2 separate regions of the Anser cygnoides genome follow, and region 1 is linked to region 2. The links are chromatin contacts, called in public Hi-C maps. All regions are on one chromosome and are shown on one strand. The core of a region is the stretch at or near the end of the contact, and the rest is flanking DNA. Distances in the headings are between cores, read along the strand shown. Region 1 holds the start of USP38 (ubiquitin specific peptidase 38). Region 2 holds the start of ZNF330 (zinc finger protein 330).

Region 1 (4,309 bases), core at 815-3,314, 550 kb after region 2:
TAAATTCACCATACGTGCTATGTGGCTATCTCCATACGTCAGCAGCAAGTCCAACATGTTAGACCTGTTCATATGGGTGGAATAAGGAATGGGCAGATGTTGTGTCTAGAGCCTTGCCAGCCCTTAGGGAGGCCCTGCGGGAGAGCCACATTTTCCTTACCTAGAAAAGGTTCTGCTAGAAATCAGCCATCTCAAACATAAGGTGTGAAATGTCTGTAGGCTGACAGGATATCTTTAGCCCAGGGTTCTTAGTAACAGGTTTCCTTTCTGTCTTACTTTCGTTAAGATTTTTGAGTTATTAAGCCATCGTTTACCTTACTCTGTTACTTGTGCTGTTTTACAGAAAGAGTAATTATTATTCAGAATTGTTAATAATCTTTGTTTGATGAAACATAACTGTTTTTTTCCATTACTTTTTCAGAGTAAACATTTTAAAACATTTTATTGACTGAAGAATTCACTTATTTTCATTTGGTCATGACTTAGTAATATATTGATATATTGAAGTTAAATTTTATTGAGAACAGAGGAACAGTTTGTGTTCCAAAATTTAGCTCATATGTATATACTGGTAATTGCATATTTAATGGTCAGGCTGTAATTAGGATCATTCCCACAGTTCAGGTTATTTTTAGCTATTAAGTCATAAACATACGCAGTGACTCAACCAGCCATTGTAACTCTTAACCACTTGTTTGTCATTACTAGTTCTATTACTGGAAATAAGTTAATTAAATGAAGAGTATGTATACTTGGTCATCTGGATGCAACCAAGAGTCTCCATGTTCCTACATTAGTTACCCTTCTCTCTCTAAAACTATATGACTCTGGCTATCAATTTTAGCTTTTCTTGGGTCAGTAGATTTCAGACCTTTCTGTGGCTATCTTTGGAGAAATTGCCTCATCTACACGGTGATCCCTTAGCCCAAGCAGCAGGCAGAGTTCTCCCACTCGTGGCCATCATGTAAACCAAAGAGAAAGCACTGAAGACCTGCTCAGACCTTTGGTCTCCTAGCTCACAGAAAAAACTGATCCTGCTGATCTGTAGCTGCTCGTGTTTTCTGCTTTCCCCATCTCTGGGGAGATCTCTGGACCTGCAAGCCATCCACATTTCCAGATTCTCAGAAGGCCATTCCAGCTCTTTCACATTGGTTTCTGCTATTCATGGCAACTGCCCCTCTCATCATCATCCCTCCATGGTGTGCCCCATGAGCCTGCCATACCACCTTGCCTTTCTCCACTTCTTTTTGTTTCTCTTTCTCATACATCCTGACACATTTGAGCAACTCTGGAGCTACGTAATTAATAAATCGATGGTAATATTATCTGATACTTTTAACTACCTTAGAAAAATCCCTAGGCCAACACAACTTGTACAGGAACACAATGACTCTGTCATGGCAATTTTTCTCGTGTGTTGCGATTTCTAGAACTGTTACAGGTACGAGGAGCAAACAGAAAACTGGAGCGCGGAGGAGCCAAGTTACGGCTGTGTGAGCAGTTTAACGGCACCGTCGGAATATTTTATAAACGGTGGAGTCGATCTTTAAGTTAACTCTGAACTTCCTGGCTCGGTGTTTTTGACCGCTGTGGTACTTAAGGCTTTGCGCTGGCGTTTCTTTGAGGCTGCGGGGCGCTCCGCTCCCCTCCGCTACCACAACGGCACCGCATTCCCCTCAGCCCCACGGCCGCCATCACGGCCGCGCCGCCATTGCCCGCCCCCCCATTGCCCGCCCCCCCGAAGCCCCGCCCCCGGCCGCCATCACGGCCGCCCCCGCCGCCGCGCAGCCCTGCCCCTCCCGCCGCGCCGCGCCGCCCCCTGCCCCTGCCGCCCGCCATTGGCCGGTGCGGCGGGGGGGGAGGCGGGGCGGGGCGGCACGGCCTTTGCGCCGCGTCCTGCCGCCGCCGCTTCCCGTTTGCGCCGCTCCGCTTCCGGGTCGGAGGGGGGGGGGCGGGGGGCAGCGTTCGGCAGCCTCCGTTGGGGCCGCGGCGCCGCCCGGGCGAGCGGCGGGGGGGCGCAGCGGGCGGGCGGGCGGCGGCGGCAGCCGGCGGGGCGGCATAGCGCGCCGGGGCGGCGGCAGGGCCGCGGGGAGGCGGCGGCGGCGGCCCCCGCCGAGGCCCGGTGCCGAGCCGGTCCTCCTATCCGTCCGCCGCCGCCGCCGCCTCTCGGCCGATGCGTTGGCGGCGTCCGCCATGGACAAGATCCTGGAGGGGCTGGTGAGCTCGGCGCACCCGCTGCCGCTGAAGCGGGTGATCGTGCAGCGGGTGGTGGAGCTGGCCGAGACGCCGCTGAGCCGGGCGCAGTGCCGCGCCATGTTCGCGCTGGGCACCCGGCTGGTGCTGCAGGGCCCCGACCGGTTCCAGCGGCAGGTGGGCCGGCAGGTGCTGGAGGCCTACGGCCGTTACCACCGCGCCGAGTTCGAGGCCTTCTTCGACCGCGGGCTCGTCCTCGGCCTCCTGCAGCGCGGCTACGGCGAGCTGAGCAACCGCGACCCGGCCATCCTGGACTACATCCAGGCCGGGCTGCGCCTCATCATGAGCTGCCCCTCGGTGCTGGAGCTCTTCGAGCTGCTGCAGGTGGAGGCGCTGCGCCTGGTGTGCGAGCGGCCGGCGCCGCCGCTCTGCGCCCGCCTCTGCCAGCTGCTGGGCGACTTCCCGCAGTGCCTGCCCCGCGGCAGGAAGCTCTCGCTCGCCTTCTGCCAGCAGCTGGTGCGCAGCATCGCCCACTTCCAGAGCCAGGGCAGCCGGGAGGCCGAGCTGCGCCTCTACGTCTCGCAGGTGACGCAGGTGAGCGGGCTGCTGCGCAGCGTCTGGAAGGCCGAGCCCGACACGCTGCTGCCCTCCCTGCAGGAGCTCTTCGCCGTCATCTCGGCCGCCGGTGAGCCCCGGGCCCGGGAGGGGCGGAGCGGAGGGAAGGGGCCGCGGAGGTCCCGCGGCGGGCGCCTCTGGCACCCAGAGAGCGCTAGGATGCGGTGTCTGGCCGCAGGCACTCCGGCTAGCCAGGGGTTGCTGAGAAAGAGCATGCGAAATAGCTGTGCAGGGCTCACGTTAACATCCAGCACACCAAGCAGTCGTATGGCACCGCAGTGGAGGGAGAGGGGGAGGAAGTTGGCAGGTTGTCACTGTCTTGTGCAGATACTGAATGAACAAAGGGCGCTGTAATTCAGCGCTCTTCGTGTGCTTAACCCATTGAAACTTCTCTCATTCCACCCTGTGTCAATATAACGTTAGGTTTAGGCTAGACTTGTTTCAAAACTTCACAGCTGCAGTCAAGCCGTTGCGAAAATCAAGTGTAGTTTTCCTGCGGGGATTTCTGTTCATTTCTTACAATATGGCCTGTTGAACTATTGCAGATACTTCATTTGAACCCTCGGTTGCACTGGCAAGTCTTGTGCAGCACATACCATTACAGATGATTACAGTACTCATCATGAGCCTTACTACAGATCCGAATGTGAAAGATGCAAGTATGACTCAAGCGCTGTGCAGGTACCGTATTTCATTGGGAAGGGGGAACACTGTTGACATTGCCTTTTTTGAAGTTATTTCTTGCTTCAGTTTAAAAAAAAAAATAAAACAAGGTATGAGGACACTTCTAAGATGGCATTCAAAGTTACACTGTTTGTCATGTTAAACTTGTTTATATTGCTGATACCTGGGATGTTACCAGCAAGGTCTCAGTTTAAGGTTACTGCCTTCATTGCTAGTATGGCTTTTTTGTCACACTTTGCTAGGACAGAATGAAGAGGAAGTATGAGCAGAAACTAAGAGGAAGCCACCTGTGTTGCTTTTAAATTATATATTCTTTTTAGGTATCCCACTTGATGGGAGACAGCTTAAACTAGGAAACTTGACGGGTCTTACTGTCAAGCTGAGAAATAAGGCCTTGTTCTCTGAAGATTAGCCTTTCCACTTTTCCAAGATGTAGATTGTCTCTCTCACCTCTTCTCCATCTGTAAAGAGAGGAATCAGAAATGATATTTACTCATTTCTGCTTAGCTATCTTTATGACTTTTCAGTAGGATTTGTAGGTGACAGCCTCTGTTTACATCTTCGCTCAAGTCTCCGCAAGTTTGACTGTTGTCAAAATGATGGAAGAATGGCAATGATGTAAAAACAATTGCATAGTGTACTTCCTGTCAATAATATAGACATGATTGCACATCAAGCTTAATAGCACTGTGAACATTGATTCAGATTGCTGTCTTGGCTAGTATCTGTAGAAAGGTGACAACTAGAGAAAAATTAAGACCTTGGTGATCTTTACTGTCTTCTTACAGTCTATGGAGGAAGCTTGTGTTGAGCCCAG
Region 2 (3,864 bases), core at 316-2,815:
ATGTCCAGTTAAGTGATCATCATGAATTTTTATCTTAAACAATAACACATTTTTCTGTGCATCCCAATAACCTGGTGTGAAGGTCACATCTTGAAGGAAAAGCAAGACAAGCATGTAAATTGTTACAAGATACAACCCTAAACTCCCAAAAGTTACAAGAATCTCGATGGAAAGGCAGTGGTGCCCACCGAATACCTGTCTCCCTCTTTAAGCCAAGATCACACACTTAACTAGCAGCCAACTTCCAGTAAGAAATGCATGACCAAGCCCAGTGTGGAGCAATACAACTAACCCACCTGAATGGATGATCAAAGAACACTAGAAATACAACAGTGCCCTAAGACTAATATGTATGAAATATATATCATACGCTTCTCATCCTAGGCAAAAGACTATAAATGAATTATATTGCAATGTAACTGCTCTCTGATCCTTCCACTCGTCTTCATTTAAATAACTATCAGATACATCATCTAAGGATTTCCACAAGGGATTTCTAGGCAAAATGCACAAGAACAATAAATATGCATGTAGGAAGAACTTACAACGTTAAAAAGAATCAAAGACATCCTTGGTCCTTTCTGTTTCTACTTGTGTTGTACACTGTTTACGATGAGGAGTTAAGCAAAGCCTCACTGTACATAAAAAGAAAGGGGAGCAGCAAGCCCACAGAGCCGTCCTCACCCCAAACTTTGTACCCTTCTCACCTCAGGCAGATGTCTTCCAGGCGCTCCAGCCAAAGCAAGCTCCAGAGCTGGCCGTGGTGGCAGAAGTCAAGCAGGCACCAGAAGGTCACAGGCCTCCAGGTGGCTCAGTGAGGACAGGAGTGGAAAACGCTGAGAAACAGACCTGGATCCAGACCCCAAAGGCAGGCTGGTCCACGGCAAGGGCTTTGGTGGTAACGGGAGCGATCCCTTCCCTGCTTGCTGTGTTGTATGCCTACTGTTAAGATTAGACAAGGCTTTATTTTGGAAAAATACAGAGCTGCTGATAAAAGCTTTCAGAGAGAGAGACCTTTTCAGGTGCCAACCTTAATGGGTTACAGTCACAACTAGTTGTTGCAATTAGTGCATCCTAACAGCTGGTCTTTCTTCAGTGACAGCGTGAGGGCAATTGCCATGAAAGCACACAGGAATTACGGGTGGAATGACCACCGAACACTGTCATCCGCACAAACGCTTTGCAAGAACTTTTTCAGTGAGGACAAAGCCGCAGACACACCAAGAGCACATCCTCAGTGAGGGGAAAGCCGCAGTAACGCCAAGGGAACGTTCTCAGTGAGGAGGAAGATTACTTTAATTAGGATCGGCAAAAAAAACTAACCCTCTTTTAAGAGTTTTTTTTTTTTTTTTTTCCCTCATTTCAGGACACAAACACTCATGTGGAGGCAGCAGCTTTTTGTGTGCATGTGCGTGTGTCCGAGAAGACGCAAGCGGACAAAAGCGGCGTTACGCGGCCCGCCGCGGGCCCTTCTCCCCGGCGCTGAGGCAGGCTGGGCCCCAGCGGCCCTGACCAACGGCCCCAACGGCCCCAGCGGCGGCTGGAGCGGAACCTTCGTGCCTCGGCGCGGGGCCGGGCCGGGCCGAGGAGCGCTGCCGGCTTCCTCCCGCTGCCGGAGCCCGGCGGGCGCTGAGGGGCGGCGGGGGCTGCCGCCGGGAGCCGGGGGAGCTCCGGGGGAGCGGATGCCGCGCAGCGCCGAGGTCCAGGTGGGGAGCGGGCGGTGCGGCGCGGCCTGGGGGCTGGAGGCCTCCGCCGGGTGCGCGGCGGTGCGGGGAAGGCAGCCGGTTTGTGTGGCTTCGGGCCCGCGGCTGGGCCCGGCTGCGTGCCCCGGGCCGAGGCGTGCTGCCGGGGGGCGGCCGCCGCCTTCAAGGCCGCGCTGGGGGCACCGCGGTGCCCTGCCCGGCCGGGGGCCTGCTGCCGCCGCCGGGCGTTTCCCTAAAAGACGGAGCAAGACCTTCAAATCACGCTTCCGTGAAAATTACTTCGTTATTAGGTAGGGAGGAATATCAGCGTGGAATACTGTTAGCACAGATCTTATTTTAATCGGTGTTCTACTCCTGTGCAAGGCTTGCCAAGTGGTGAAGCAGGTTTCTGTGAATCCAGCATGGAAGCAGACGTGACCCAGCGAACCCCATTCCTCTTCTGGTGAACAAGCTAGGAGCTGTCTGATGGTGACAGACAGGAAGTGCTGGAAGGCAGAAGGCTGCTTCTCTCCATATTTGTGTGGTGGGACAGGGGTAACCCAACTGTCTCCCAGTTGAACATCTTGTTACAGCTGTTCATTATGTTTGTGACAGCAGGGAGGTCAGCGTGTCACCCAAGTCAGAATAATGACACGAGGGAATGTCCTGCTCAGCACACAAGATCCAGATACGTGCTGGTGCAGTCTGCTTCCCTGTCTGCTGCAAACTGACCACGCGTCTTCAACGACTCATGAAAAACAATTGCAAAGAGGGGAAAAAAAAAAGGCATAGGCATGGTACAACCCCAATGGAATTTAAATGCCAAACATAATTTATGTATTTAAATAGCACAGTTCGTGTCAGGTAAAATACACTAACAGTCTTTGGAGCTGTGGTGGGAACCCTGATGTCTAGACCTGTATTTGCCACAGCAAGCAGCGCAGCCCGTGAGGAATAGTAGTGGGACTTTTACAGAATGACGCACAATGCTGAGGACACAGTACGCAGCCACTCACCTCTTACGTGCCCTCCTGATGACAGGACTCAGCTTTATCTACCACACCTCAGAGAGTCACGCTCACCCCTACTGCTGCTCCAACCCAGTCAATCTGGAACATTTTGCTCCAGAGTAGAAAATTTCAAATGGTGGAGAAACCCTCATGCAGAGCTGGTTGTGGTTCAGGAGTTCAGGTGCTCTGTAGGTCAGCAGGTTCGTACCTTCTTGGGCTGAGGAGGGATCCAGGTATGGACCTACTACATCCTGGGTGGTTTCTCTGGCAGCACGGTAGGTGGAAAGAAGCAGGGTACACAAACACATGCAGTGTGACAGACGGTATTGTGAATTTCTCATATCCTGTCTGAACATTTGGTAACAGTGCTGTGCTGCCTAAATACATTTTTGGGTCACCCACCAGCCTCAGATTACAGAAGGATTGTCAAAACTGCGGGCAGAACATACTGCATAGGAACATTAAATACTGATCGGCACTTTTGAAAGGTACAATACCCTGATTTGAAAGGAATTGCGGGTAAACAAATTTTTTTTACTATCGTAATTTTTGACATCATAACACTATTGTGCTATAGTCAGAAAATTAAAAGATGGCCAGTTCCCTAAAAATCTATAATTTAGGGCAAAGACAAACATCTTACATGGAAGCTCAGAGGGAAAGAGTGATAGAATATTGATCTGTAGGGTGGTGGTGTTTATTGTTTGGTGTTTGAGAGCCTGGATTAATTTGATAGCTTTGTTAAAAGAACCTGACATTGCATTTTTGTTGTTGATAGCACAGCTTTCTAAAGAACTCCTGTCTTTGACATTTCTCATAATCTGTGTCCTCAGTAGTCATTGAGAGAGCGTTTCTTATGAAGGTGGTTTGTCTTCTCAGTGCTTTCGTTTATGAGGTAATGTGAAGAAGTCAAGGTATAAATACTAACAATTCGATTCTATTGTTAAATCAGCATTCAAGCAGCTTGAAAATTAGCGTGCAACCTCATATTGGACTCCAGTGTCAGAAATGTCATGGTCTAGAATAATGACAGTTGCCAGCAGGGAGCTTAGCAATACTATTTTGACTACATAATATGACACTAATAGAACATAAACGGGGTGCGGAATGCTACAGCTGAGCAAACTGATTAATGTGCGCGATCAAAAACAAATTTTAATATTTGGTCAGGA

What was found. A called contact is a pair of places that touch in the nucleus more often than the background predicts.
Region 1: a Hi-C map of liver shows a contact between it and region 2, with 1.8 times the contacts expected there. The contact joins the promoter of USP38 here to the promoter of ZNF330 in region 2. A contact is called at or near these places in 2 of 7 Hi-C or Micro-C datasets (granulosa cells and liver).

Annotation. Positions count from the first base shown.
Region 1 is chr4:42,135,062-42,139,370 of Taihu_goose_T2T_genome, forward strand. USP38 (ubiquitin specific peptidase 38) reads left to right here and starts at 2,065. Exons shown (of 10, transcript XM_048074964.2): 1 at 2,065-2,878; 2 at 3,354-3,489. The coding sequence starts at 2,194.
Region 2 is chr4:41,587,011-41,590,874 of Taihu_goose_T2T_genome, forward strand. ZNF330 (zinc finger protein 330) reads left to right here and starts at 1,566. Exons shown (of 10, transcript XM_048075006.2): 1 at 1,566-1,706. It overlaps LOC136790814 (a long non-coding RNA gene), which reads right to left and starts at 1,230. Exons shown (of 4, transcript XR_010831476.1): 1 at 708-1,230.